Linked DNA regions of Lactuca sativa: region 2 is linked to region 1. A link is a contact called in public Hi-C data. All regions are on one chromosome and are shown on one strand. Each heading gives the region's core, a stretch centred on a gene start, on an enhancer-like site or on the middle of the called end of the contact. The rest is flanking DNA. Distances are from core to core; before and after follow the strand shown. Region 1 holds the start of LOC111896208 (calcium-dependent protein kinase 26). Region 2 holds the start of LOC111910591 (monosaccharide-sensing protein 2).

What was found. A called contact is a pair of places that touch in the nucleus more often than the background predicts.
Region 2: a contact with region 1 is called in a Hi-C map of leaf, with 8 times the contacts expected there. The contact joins the promoter of LOC111910591 here to the promoter of LOC111896208 in region 1. A contact is called at or near these places in 3 of 4 Hi-C or Micro-C datasets (leaf and seed).

What each region holds. Positions count from the first base shown.
Region 1 is chr8:198,079,983-198,086,609 of Lsat_Salinas_v11, forward strand. It overlaps LOC111896208 (calcium-dependent protein kinase 26), which reads right to left and starts at 3,195. Exons shown (of 8, transcript XM_023892223.3): 1 at 2,981-3,195; 2 at 1,701-2,493; 3 at 1,452-1,595; 4 at 1,216-1,368; 5 at 1,005-1,120; 6 at 641-808; 7 at 333-557; 8 at 1-82. The coding sequence starts at 2,463.
Region 2 is chr8:198,691,610-198,698,236 of Lsat_Salinas_v11, forward strand. It overlaps LOC111910591 (monosaccharide-sensing protein 2), which reads left to right and starts at 3,324. Exons shown (of 6, transcript XM_023906418.3): 1 at 3,324-3,452; 2 at 3,949-4,051; 3 at 4,163-4,729; 4 at 4,815-5,776; 5 at 5,854-6,041. The coding sequence starts at 3,973.

The sequences.
Region 1 (6,627 bases), core at 1,945-4,444:
TGTTGCGCATTGTTCTTCTTCCGACTCCTGCATTTCCTTTTGTCATCATTGCCACAAATTCCCCATAATCAATCCTTCCATCCTGTATAATAATCACAACATAATCTCATCATTCTTTCTTTCAAATTCCCCAAAAACCAATAAAACTCGGAGCTTTTTCAATTAGCTTTTTATGGATTGATTTGAAAAAGCTCATGGGAAGAGCTTGTCAATTAACAAGCAACTTGAAAAGGTTTGATTTGAAAAAGCTTTTTGCAAAAAGTCAAGAGCTTTTTGGTTTGAATAAGCTCATAAAAATAGTATAGGATTGTATATTAAAATGTTGACTTTACGTTATCTTGGTCAACTTCTCTGATAATATCTTCTACAAGAAAATCAGTCATGTTATGATCTGCACAAGCTTGTTGAAGCTCATCAACCGTTATATAACCACTTCCATCTTTGTCAAAATACTGAAAAGCTGCAACAAGATGCTCCTCTCTTTCAAGTTTGTTTAAATGAATTGTAGCAGCTACAAATTCACCATAATCTATTGTCCCACTGTTGTCCACGTCAGCCTGGAAAACCACATGACATGTCAGCACAAACACCACACAACTTGACACGTGTACAACTTTTGAACTTTTAACTCAAGATTTACCGCATCCATAAGGTCACGAATCTCTGTATCCTTTAAAGTAGAACCGAATTTCCTTAATCCAGCTTTAAGTTCATCAAATGTAATTGCACCACTGTTATCAGTGTCCATTGCCTTGAACATTTCTCTCAATCCTGCAATCTCCTCTTCTGATAGGCTTTCAGCTATAACCTAAACACATTCAAGATTCAAGATTTAAGATTCAAGATTCAAGATTCAAGATTCAAGATTCAAGATTCAAGATTCAAGATTCAAGATTCAAGAATCAAGATTACTTTTTTATTAATCCAATAATATCATCAGTCATGTTTAAATCATATAAGAAAGTAGTAAATGCAAGAAATAGCAAAGTCAAACATGTTCTTACACGTAAAGCCATCTTCTTCAACTTATTCATTGCAGAGAATTGCTTCAAACGAGAAAGAACAGCTGGATCCAATGCTCTATCAGGAGCAACACCATTTTCACAAATCCAAGGATGACCTATATGCAAATAATTCATATTACACTTTTCAATAACATAATCTTTAAGATATCAAAATTAGTTTTACACTATTTTGAGTAAAAAGTCAACATACAAAGAACTTCATGAGCAGTTAGGCGATTTGAAGGCCTAGAACATAACATCTTCCTAATAAGATCTTTTGCACTATCAGATATAACAGGCCATGGGTCTGAATCAAAGTCTATATCTCCCTTCAAAACAGCATCAAATATCCCTTGTTGTGTTTCTACAAAAAGTCAAAGTCAAAGTCAAAGTCAACATTCCTGATAAGAAAATCCATAACTAGTGCTTATTGCTTATAACAAATACCAGCCCAAAATGGAGGCACTCCACTTAGCAGTATGTAAAGTATCACTCCAGCTGTCCATACATCTGCTTCTGGACCATAATGCTTCAAAAGCACCTCAGGAGCAACATAGTATGGACTTCCTACTACATCTGTAAAGATTTGACCTAAAAAAAAAAGAAAGAAAGAAAACCAAATTCATAATAAGATATAAAGATTTAGGCATTTTACAAGTTTCAGGTTATGTATTGCTATATAATATTATAATATACCTGGTTTGAAGAAAACTGAGAGACCGAAATCGATTGCTTTGAGTGAAAAATCATCATCTCTGTTAACCAATAAGAAATTTTCAGGCTTCAAGTCTCTATGCATAACACCAAGTGAGTGACAAGCTTCAACAACACCAACGATAATCTTTGTCAATTCAGCAGCTTTTCTCTCACTATAATGTCCCCTTTGAATGATCCGATCAAACAATTCTCCACCATTACAAAGCTCCATGACAATATGAACATACAAAGGATCTTCATATGCACCCTTAATCGTGACAATATTCTTGTGTCCTGCTAAATGGTGCATTATCTGAATCTCTCTCCTAACATCTTCCAAATCCTCTTTTGAAATCAGCTTCCTTTTGGAAATCGATTTACAAGCGTAATCTATCCCTGTTGCGATTTCAGTGCATAAATAGGTAGTACCGAATTGACCTTGACCTAGCTTTTGACCCAATGTGTAGACATCGCGAATGTTATCGGTTTTATGGCCAAGAACGTAGTAAGCTTGGTTGGAGGTTCCATGGCGACTCATGGTTATGGTGGTGTCTTTTTTGGGAAGAGGGAGGGGTTTCGGAGTGGGTTCTTTTGAAAATTCTTGAGATATGAGGTTTTGATTGATCAAGGTGGTGGGTGAGTAATCTAAAGAGTTGTTAGATAAAGCAGAAGAAGGGTTTTGAGTAGCGATTGAATGGTCTTCGGGCTTATTAAAGCCTTCTGTGTGTTTTGTTCCTAAAGATCCACGGCATGTATTGCCCATAAAGCGATCAACTTCTGCTCATCAAATTTGCTGCATAAAGAGGTATCAAGTCGTACAAATTAGACATGTAACACCTCAAGAAAAGTTTCGTCTTTTTTCTTAATAAAAAGATCTGCCAACAGATCGGAGAAGTAATCTTGAGTTCATCGTAAATAGATTGTTGATTAAACAAGAAAAAACCAATCTGAGCGAACTTGCTGAAAATCAACAGAAAGACTTCAAATTTGTTGATTTTCTGGCAAAACCCAGATGAGAAACTATAAAAATGGACAGAAAGATTTCAATTTGTTGATTTCAGGAAAAAAAAAAAAAAAAAAAAAAAAAAACAGATGAGAAACTATTAAAATGGACAGAAAGACTTCAAATTTGTTGATTTTAGGCAAAACCCATACGAGAAAATGAAATTAAATGACGAGAAAGACTTAAAAATAGATGAGAGCAACCAGAAGAAATCGATGAAATCAAGTACGTAGTTGCAAGTAATAAGATTAGAAGAGGTATAGATCTAGTAAAGTACCTGAAGGACGAATGTAAAAGTTAAACGGCGATCAGGTTGAGGAAGAAGACTAAGGATGATGATTAGCGGATGAACAGCTAGCATGGGTGTTGACAAGTTTAAATTTATGAAAAGTAGGAAACTCCAGTGTTGTTGCCAAGAAGGAACGGAGGAGGTGGTGGAAGATGGGTGCTGACCAGCTTACTGCTCACCAATCTCCCTCTAAACTTCCTCTATCCACAACAATATTACACATGACTACCTCAAACTATCCATCAAATCCCCATAAGCCCTGCAGAAACACCAAAATATATATATATATATATATATATATATATATATATATATATATATATATATATATATATATATATATATATATATATATATATATATATATATATATATATATATATATATATATATATATATATATATATATATATATATATAAAATAGGCTAAACATTTGACATGTTATATTAAGATGGAAAGTTGATATTGTACAATAGCCAAGATTGGTGTTTATCTCAGATCGGTCACTAATGTTTTTTTTTCCACAATTAGTCATTAAAGTAACATATTATTACCGAAAGATAAGGATATGAGCGACATGTTAACCAATGTACATGCTAGAAGCTAGCGTAGTATTAGGTGCTTTTTGCACATATTTTTGTCCATTTTATGCATCGATTTAGTGTAGTTTACTTCATTTTATATTCATTTCATTAAAAGTATTGTTATTTATTGGAACAATCTTACTTGCATATTTATGTAGTTTTAAGCAATGTACTATGGGAGAAGTCCTGAGGATGGCAAGTCATTTTATACATGACATGGGCAGTGTTGATTTTCCCTATTTCAACAAGGGTCGTGTTCGGTCCAACAACTGCCTTTTGGCAATTTTCCTTTTTATTCTATCTCGGGATTTTGGTGCATTTTAAACTTACACTTCATTTCAGGTGATCCGGAGGTGGAAACGCGCTTTGGGAGGTGGCGGGAAGCACAGGTGAAGGTATCGGGACGATCAAACGTGGAACAAAAAAGGTTGGAAAATCAAGTTTTCGCCTAGAAGCAAAGACGGACCTTGCAGAACACGGACCGTGTCATTTTAGCTTATATTGACACGGGTTGTGTTGATCCATTTATGCAATTTTGAGCAATGTACTTTGGAAGAAGTCCCGAAGACGGCAAGTCATTTTCTACACGACACTGGTCGAATTGATTTACCCTATTTCAACACAAGCCCTGTTCGGTCCTATAACTGCCTTTTGGCGGTTTTTCCTTTTTACTCTATCTTAGGATTTTGGTACATTTTAGACTTACACTTCATTTCAGAGCCCTTAGAGAATGGTGATTTCTAGTACTAATACAAGTTTTCGATTGTAATCATTTGGAAACATTTTGTCATTAGATTTGTAAGTTTCATTGCGGATTATTTCATCTTTTTTTTAACTTGTTGATTGTTCTAGCCATGTGTGTCTAGAACCCTAGTTTCTCCAACTTTATGTCTTGACTTCTTAGTTGTGATTTCAATCATATGATTTGATGTTTGTTTTCAATTTCTATCTATTGAATTTGATTTTGTTTTAATCGAATGCTTTATTATAATTGTAATTCTTATTGATAATTTGAATCAGGGTTAGGTCATTCAAGTTATCTAATTGCAAAATCTATAATTGCGGATTGGACTAAGTAACAAGCACTAAACTGATTTCCATTGAATGAATTTAGTGTAAATCTTATCCACACACTCTTACGCTTCCAAACTTGTGAGGGGTAGGGTGTTGTTGGAAACATTCACATCACACTTAATGTAATCTTTCAATTTAATACTAAAAGCTTCTTTAGGTTAGGTTAGTAAGGTTAGGGTTAATTAAAGAGCTTATTTGGGTTAATTAATGTGGTGAATGTGAAGTGTTAGAGCCTGTTAGCACTTATATGTACCAACCTAGGTAGAAGTAAGTAAATATCATGTCATCTTTGTGTAACACCCCGAATTTAAAAGACCTAGAAAGGAAAGGAAAACCTCAAGATCAGAAGGCAACTCGTCGAGTAGGTGGGATGACTCGACGAGTAGGAGCATATTTTGGGTCGCGGGTTAAGTGAGCCACTCGGCGAGTTGGAGGACCAACTCAGCGAGTTGGTCAGGGTTTGGGAAACCCTAAATCTGGGACTTGGTGCCCTATTTAAACATCTTATTCTCCTCCTCTTGGTTCCATTCCCAGCCTTCATTGTCTAGAACTTAAACCACGAAACCTTAGAGCCTTTTGAGAGTGTGTGAGCCATCCTTGAGTGTTTCGTGTGTTCTTGAAGGCTAGAAGAAGAAAAGGAAGATTGAAGGTTCAAGGAGAAGGTTGTGGATCCATGGATTTCGTTCTAATCTCATCACTTTCTAGTAATCAAGCTCCTAATTGCCTTGTAGTTTCTTAGATCTCTTTATGATCCCTTTATGGGGTTTTTTTTTCCAAGAAGTAGGATTCATAGGTTAAGGATGTCCCAAGTTGATGATACTTTCGGATCTGAAGTCATTGAGGGTTGTGAAGGCATAAAGGTGCAAACTTTATGCCATTAGAGTCTCATGCAAACCCTAAGGATGCTAGTATGGCCTTTTGGTCATAGATTTATGTAAAGTTCAGGACTTTACGTGTTTATTGGGTGACTAGGGTCTAGATCTTGGTTCCCCTGCTATGGATTGGAGTAATATGGGTTTTGGTCATAGATTTATGTCTTGAGGGGACTAGGGTTTTGGCTAAACCCATTAAGAAGGATTTGGAGTGGGTAAAGTTGGAAACTTTACCCTTAAGGGGTCATTTCTAGCATGAAGACGAAGTTTGGGGTCTAGATTTGAACTGTAGGGGCTTAATCTATTAAGATGAACCAAACAGAATGAGAGACTCGGCGAGTCTAGGAAGGGACTCGACGAGTCGAAGCGAGTTGTCCAGTTTCTGTTCATGCTAGAACTCAGTGAGTCTGAGGGCTGACTCGACGAGTTGATTCGATAAATCGCAACCATGAGTAGCCAGGGAACTCAGCGAGTCAGGTGGTGACTCGACGAGTTGGATCGCGATTTCAGGATTCTGATTACTGGAACTCTGTGAGTTGATTGAGCAACTCGGCGAGTTGAGTCAACTCAGAGCGTTGACTTTGACTTTGACCAAGGTTGACCTAATTTGACTTTGAGGAAATTTTGGGACTAAGTGTCATGTTGTTACTGATAGTTCGGGGAGCCGAATGATCAGCAGTTCGAGGAATTGCCAGTTAGCAGCTAGAGAAGTATCAGCAGGACTTCAGCAGTGCAAGGTGAGTCTCCTCACTGTGTGCATGGGTCTAAGGCCACAATGCCAACCCATTATGCTTGTGTATAGTAGGAAGACCCGGGGGTTAGCCCTAGGCATTATATGTTATATGTTCTGGATCACGATCCGATGTCGGGCAAGGCCCGAGGAATGTTAGTATGCTAGAAGTCTTTGTGATTCTTGCATGTGTCGGTACGATAGGTTCCGAACCAAGGTCCGATGCCGGGGCAAGCCCGAAGTATATATGTATGGTAGTATGTTCCAAACAGGGGTCCAATATCGGGGAAAGCCCGAGGAAGATTTATATATGCATGTTAGATTATACATGTTGTCTTTATGATACTTGTATGTGCCTGGTAGGGAGGTGAGT
Region 2 (6,627 bases), core at 2,074-4,573, 610 kb after region 1:
CATGCGAAAGTGAGCTAGTTGGAAGAAACTAACAAAGGGGTTAAGTGGGTTTTATTTCATCCTACATAAGTGGTAGTATGAAACAAAAATGGCTTTATAACTACAAACGTTTTTTAGTCTTGTAAGTCTTATTGCACAAATGTTCTCTCTAGCATGTGCAAGGGTGGACTAGATTGACTTGGGTTCATTGAACTTTTGTGTGTGGATACGAATGCGCCACTCGTTGACCGGAAAAGTTCAAGGACATTTTGCAATTACTTTTTCTTTTTGTAACTAAATATGTATTAATTATAAACTTGTATTAAAAGCCATTAATCATATAATTCGATTTTGATTAATTGATTAATCATAAACTTGGAAGGCTTCTTAGCCTTGTAAGTCTTATAACACAAAGACTCTCTCTTGTGCGCAGAGACAGAAGGGGGGGGGGGGGGGGGGGGGGGGTGTGAACCAGAACCAGATTGCCTTGAGTTCACTGAACTTGTGTATGCGGGTATGAATGCAACTTCGATCGACTAGAAAAGTTCAAGGATCTTTTACAATTATTTTTTCTTTTTGCAACTATAGTTATAAAGTTGTATTAAAGATGGTTAATCATAGATTTTTGTTTTGATTTCCTGATTAATCATAGACTAACAAGGTTTCTTAGTCTTGTAAATATTATGACACAAAGACTCTCTCTTGTGAGTGCACATGGATGCAAATGTGAACCTGGCTTAAGTTCATGGAGCATGTGTGTGCGGGTATGAATGCACCATTGTTTGACCCGAAAAGTTCAAGGACCTTTTTCAATTTTTCGTAATTAAATATGTATAAGTTATAAAGCCATATTAAAGGTCATAAATCATATATTTCGGTTTTGATTTCTTGATTAATTATGCTCTTTAATTTTAACAGTTACGTTTTACTGTTTAACATATAGTTACATTTTGTGGTATATATATAGCACTTGTGTGACCAATTGAAAAACAAAAAATGAACCAAGATTTTCTTCCTCTCATCCGATTTTATTTCTACTTCGTCCTCTTGCTGCAACTAAGGTATACTCCCGCCTAACATCAATTCAGGCGATCTTGAAGAATCGTTTTGCATTGTTGTATCTTGGAATTTTTAAGGACACCGTGTTGAAGACATACCTAATATTCATAATCATAGACCGCAAATTCGTAATCAAACTTCGACAACACATCCTATGATGTTCATCTGGGATGATATTACTGATAACAATGTCAATGTAATCGAACATATTAAATATAATGACAAGATTATTGATGTCCCTAAAACATTCCTTCATACTCGTTAAAATAAGGATCATGATTCAACATTTTGTTTCATGCCCTAATCGCAGGCTAGGAGCATGGCCTGTTGATTTCATCGATGTCAACTGTTTATGGAGATTGTGTGTAATTAGTTCCCTTCCAAAGGGGTGTTGTCTTTGAAGATCATCAATCTTAACGATATTTATGAAATTGTGACTTCAAGTAAACAAGTGTTGTATTAAAAATGTATCTACCATAAATCTCAAGACACCAAACAATACCTACAAAATGGTGTTTGACATCTTTCTTAATATGGTAGTAGTTTTGTGATTGGTTCTTTCACGATCATAATAGTAAAGAGGGAGGGTGATAAAACTTTTTTTCGTGGATTCAATTGGATGAACTTATTTTTAGTTGTAGATCTCTATTAGTTGTTGTAAAAATCTAATCCATAAGCAATACGTGTGTAGGAAGATAATGCTACTACAAAACCAATGTGTAATATATGTTTGGAATATGTGTCTAGCTAATGTTAAGACAACTTTAAATATAATCTATGTCGAAAATAGTAAGTTCAAAATGCACATTCTGAAAAGTAGACTCATAATAAGAGATTTCATACAATTTTATGTCATATCTTGCCGTTCACCAAAAAAATAAATGGACTCTATAGTTATCTTGGCAAAAGAGGAAATAATTAATCATATCCTTTAATACTATATACTAAGACTAAGATTTGGTCGATATGGTCATCTTTATAAATATCCAAAAGTTATATAATTAAAAAAAAAAACGACTACCACATAAATAAGAAAAAATGTGTGTTCGTTAGATCATTGACAAATTCATTATAATTTCACGTCGATTTGCCAAAATATTTTCTATTCTTACACCTTTCCATCCTTCAAATTCTCTACGAGATGTGCACAAAAAAACGGTTTGAAAAAAACGAAATTACAATCCGACGGATTTATGAAAAAAATAGTTTTATACAAACTAATTCAATTTAAAATTGAACCGCCACTTTACCAGTTTGAGATTTGAGATTTTTCTATAAAACAGTGTAATAATATAATTTTTATTAAAACTAGCAAGATGCTAGTAAAATAAAGACACTACAAGAGGAAATAACCTCTATTAAACAAACAAAATAAACATTGTGAAATAATATTGTTAAAGTAGACCCCTTTCCTTGGTTTTTCTACTGAAAAAGTTTAGAAGTTCCGAAAAATCCAAAAAAACCCAAGTAGTTGTATGTACAACTTAGGGATGAGCATTTGATGTGCAAAGGGATCGGAAAAAACTGAGACCGAAACCATTGTATTCAATCCAGTTCTCGGTTCTCCATTTCCTTCTAAATCGGTTCTTAGTTCGGTTCGGGCCAGGTTTGAAACCAAACACATCTTTAAAGAACACACTTACTTGTATAACCAAACTGGAACCAATTGGAATTGGGGTATTGTGTCTGGTTCTCGGTTCTTCATTTCCTGATTCTTCAGTTCTCGCTTTGGTTCCTAACCTATGTTCATCCTTGATACAACTACATCCAAACACTTCCTTTCCTGATCTTGCTTTCAACCGATTTTGCAGCTGTCCTATATGCTTGAACTTTTTTTGCCCCTAAACTAGTTTTGCCTCAACTTGGTTTTACTCTGCATTACTTTTGCATCAAACTAGTTTTCTTACCGTAGGAAAAACACTAACCGGTTTTAAAACCAATCCAGTTTGATTTGAAAAAAGGGTATGTCCACCTCTCATGCTCACCAATGCCAAAGTACATGAAGGACCATTATTACAAAAGTAGTTGTCAAATGACAAAATGTGTAAATGATCGACTAACCCATGTAGATGATTGAATATCCCAGGGGACTATTTTTGTAACATTGCCATTTTGTGTACCATCAAGATTGCTGACGCCAACACTTTAAGTGTCGTTCAGCCAGCGGAGCAAAAAGAACTGTACTTAAGTTAAGTCACTCAAATTTTCAGAAAGCTCCCTCAACTTATAACCATTTGACCATTCTAGTCCCTGAATAGTGAATTCATCTTCTAGTCGACTGATCGAGACGTTTTTCAACATGAAGTAGACAAGTCTTGGACTCTCACCCAAACAACGGTATCTCTCTCCTTCTCTCTCGAAGTTTTCTTTCTACATTCAAATGAAGCAAGTATTTGTTTGATTAGTAATTTGGGGTATTCTTTCTACTTTCCTACTATTTCCCCACTATACATATAATTGATAACAATTCAATCATTAATTTTTGATTCCCTTTTCTTGTTTCCTTTTAATCTGAATCAAATGCACACAACCCAGTGAGCTCAACTTCACTCATATCACTTCTCAAGTGAGATAAAACGATTCATCTAATCACCATAGATTTGCACCGTTTGTTATTCATATCACAAATCGCCGGTAATTGAAACAAATCTCAGATTCATCGTCTTCAAACAGACATGAATCTTGGATTTACGTTTTTGCGAATCCTTTCAATTCTCATATCTATCCCCTAAATTATCTCTTTTTTCTTATTTAAACGTTAGTAGACATCACATATAGCGTTATCTCAAGATGGGTTTATCGCAATTTGATCGCTTGATCTGTTATTTTGTGTCTATCTACTTGTGTGTCTCTGTGTGTGTTTTCTTTTGTCGATTTACTGAATTGGGGTTTTGATACTTTCATCTACAGCGTAGTAGAGAAGAAGTTAGGAAGATGAGCGGAGCTGTGCTAGTTGCCGTTGCCGCCGCCGTTGGTAACTTGCTTCAGGGATGGGATAACGCCACTATCGCCGGTAAGTTACTTAAAAAAAACCAGATCTTCATTGATCCATTGCTCCAAATCTCAAAATTCTTCTTAAAAAAAGTATAATTTAACAAACAATCGGTGTTGTTTTGCGATTTAGGGGCTGTGTTGTACATAAAGAAAGAGTTCAAATTGGAAAGCGAACCAACAATCGAAGGTCTAATCGTGGCCACATCCTTGATCGGAGCGACCTTGGTGACAACTTTCTCCGGCTCAGTAGCAGATTCATATGGCCGACGACCGATGCTCATCATCTCTTCTATCCTATACTTCGTTAGCGGTTTAGTCATGCTTTGGTCACCCAACGTTTACATCCTTCTATTAGCTAGACTACTAGATGGTTTGGGGATCGGATTGGCTGTCACTCTTGTCCCTGTTTATATCTCCGAAACAGCTCCGCCGGAAATCAGAGGTTCGCTCAATACTCTGCCGCAGTTTACAGGTTCCGGCGGGATGTTCCTTTCTTACTGTATGGTGTTCGGAATGTCATTAATGGAATCACCCAACTGGCGATTGATGCTCGGCGTTCTTTCAATCCCTTCTCTAGTTTACTTCGTCCTCACCATCTTTTTCTTGCCGGAATCTCCCCGGTGGCTCGTGAGCAAAGGTCGAATGCAGGAAGCGAAGCAAGTCTTACAGAGGCTACGTGGCAAAGAAGACGTCTCAGGTTAACAATTTCACCAATTCTCTATCTTTCGTAACGAAACATCACATCTGTAAACTTTCTGATTTTTTTTTTCCCGATTTGACAGGTGAGATGGCGTTACTAGTGGAAGGTCTTGGAGTCGGCGGTGAAACCTCCATCGAAGAATACATAATCGGACCTGCAAATGATCTTGAACACGAACAAGACGAAGCTGCTAAAATCAAACTATACGGTCATGACGCTGGGGTTTCATGGATCGCTCGACCTGTCACCGGTCAAAGTATGCTCGGAATTGCATCTCGTCAAGGAAGCACTATAAACCCTAGTGGCGTCCCACTTATGGACCCACTTGTCACCCTCTTCGGAAGTGTCCATGAAAAGCTTCCAGATGCGCATGGTAGCAAAGGCAGCATGTTGTTCCCACATTTTGGGAGCATGTTTAGTGTCACTGGAAACCAACCTAAACATGAAGATTGGGATGAAGAGAGTGTCGGTAGAGATGGTGGTGATGATTCCGGTTCCGATGTCGGAGGCGGGAATAACGATTCTGATGATAATCTCCACTCCCCGTTGATTTCCCGACAAACCACAAGTTTAGAAAAGGACATGATTCAACCGGCTTCACATGGAAGCATTCTAAGTGTTAGAAACAGTAGTGTGGTCGGAAACAACGCCGGGGAATTGAGCAGCACTGGAATTGGCGGCGGGTGGCAGCTGGCGTGGCAGTGGACGGAAAGAGAAGGGCAAGATGGTAAAAAGGAAGGCGGGTTTAAGAGGATTTATTTGCATCAAGAAGGCGGGACCGGGATCGGAGGGTCGCAACGCGGGTCGTTGATTTCGGTTGCTGGCGGTGATATGGCGGCGGATGCCGGTGATGTTTTTCAGGCGGCGGCTTTGGTTAGTCAACCCGCGCTTTATTCTAAGGATCTTGTGGATCAGCACCCGGTGGGACCCGCTATGGTGCACCCATCTGAAGCGGCTATGAAAGGAACGAGTTGGAAGGATCTTTTTGAGCCCGGGGTTAAACATGCTTTGTTTGTTGGTGTTGGGCTTCAGATACTTCAACAGGTAAATATAAATTGGAATTTGGAAACTTTTTTGTTTATTGAATTTTTAATTTTTAAATTTTTTTTTGTTATTTGCAGTTTTCGGGCATCAATGGAGTTCTTTACTACACGCCTCAGATTCTTGAGGAAGCGGGTGTTGGTGTTCTTTTATCAAATTTGGGAATTAGTTCGACTTCATCGTCTCTTCTTATTAGTTGCATTACAACTTTGTTGATGCTTCCTTGTATTGCTGTGGCAATGAGGCTCATGGATATTTCTGGAAGAAGGTAATTAGTTACTTTCTTGAAATTTTGTATTAAAGGGCATTAACGTCTTTTACACAAACAAAAGTTTTGATGCAAGTCTTTGTCCCACCTTTTTGAGTTTGACAAAAAGTTGAAATTTTTGTCCCGTTCACATCAATCTAATCTAACGTCAAACACAGTACACAATAGTCTTATTTTATTCTGTCTTGTCTTGTCATGTGTAACAAGCGGGGTCTCAAGGGACAAAATGTCATTTTGTTATTTTACATTGGGTTCAATGAAAGAAATAGCAATATTTTTTCGTTAATACGTTTATTATAACATCCTACTTTCATTTTTTCTATCACAACATCAAACTTTGAAAAATCTATTGATTATAGCAATTTCATCCGAATACAAAGCAATTTTCACTGCTATAATTGGGTACGTTTTTCAAAGTACAAAATTCAGAAAAAAGTTAAAAGTAAAATGCTATAATCATGTTGACTTTTTAAAGTAGAACGTCTTCTTCGTAAGAATTTTTTAAAGTACAATGCTCTAATAAAAAAAATTGAAAGTAAAGACGCTACGAATAATGATACCCAACAAGTCTTTTTCATGTTCTAAT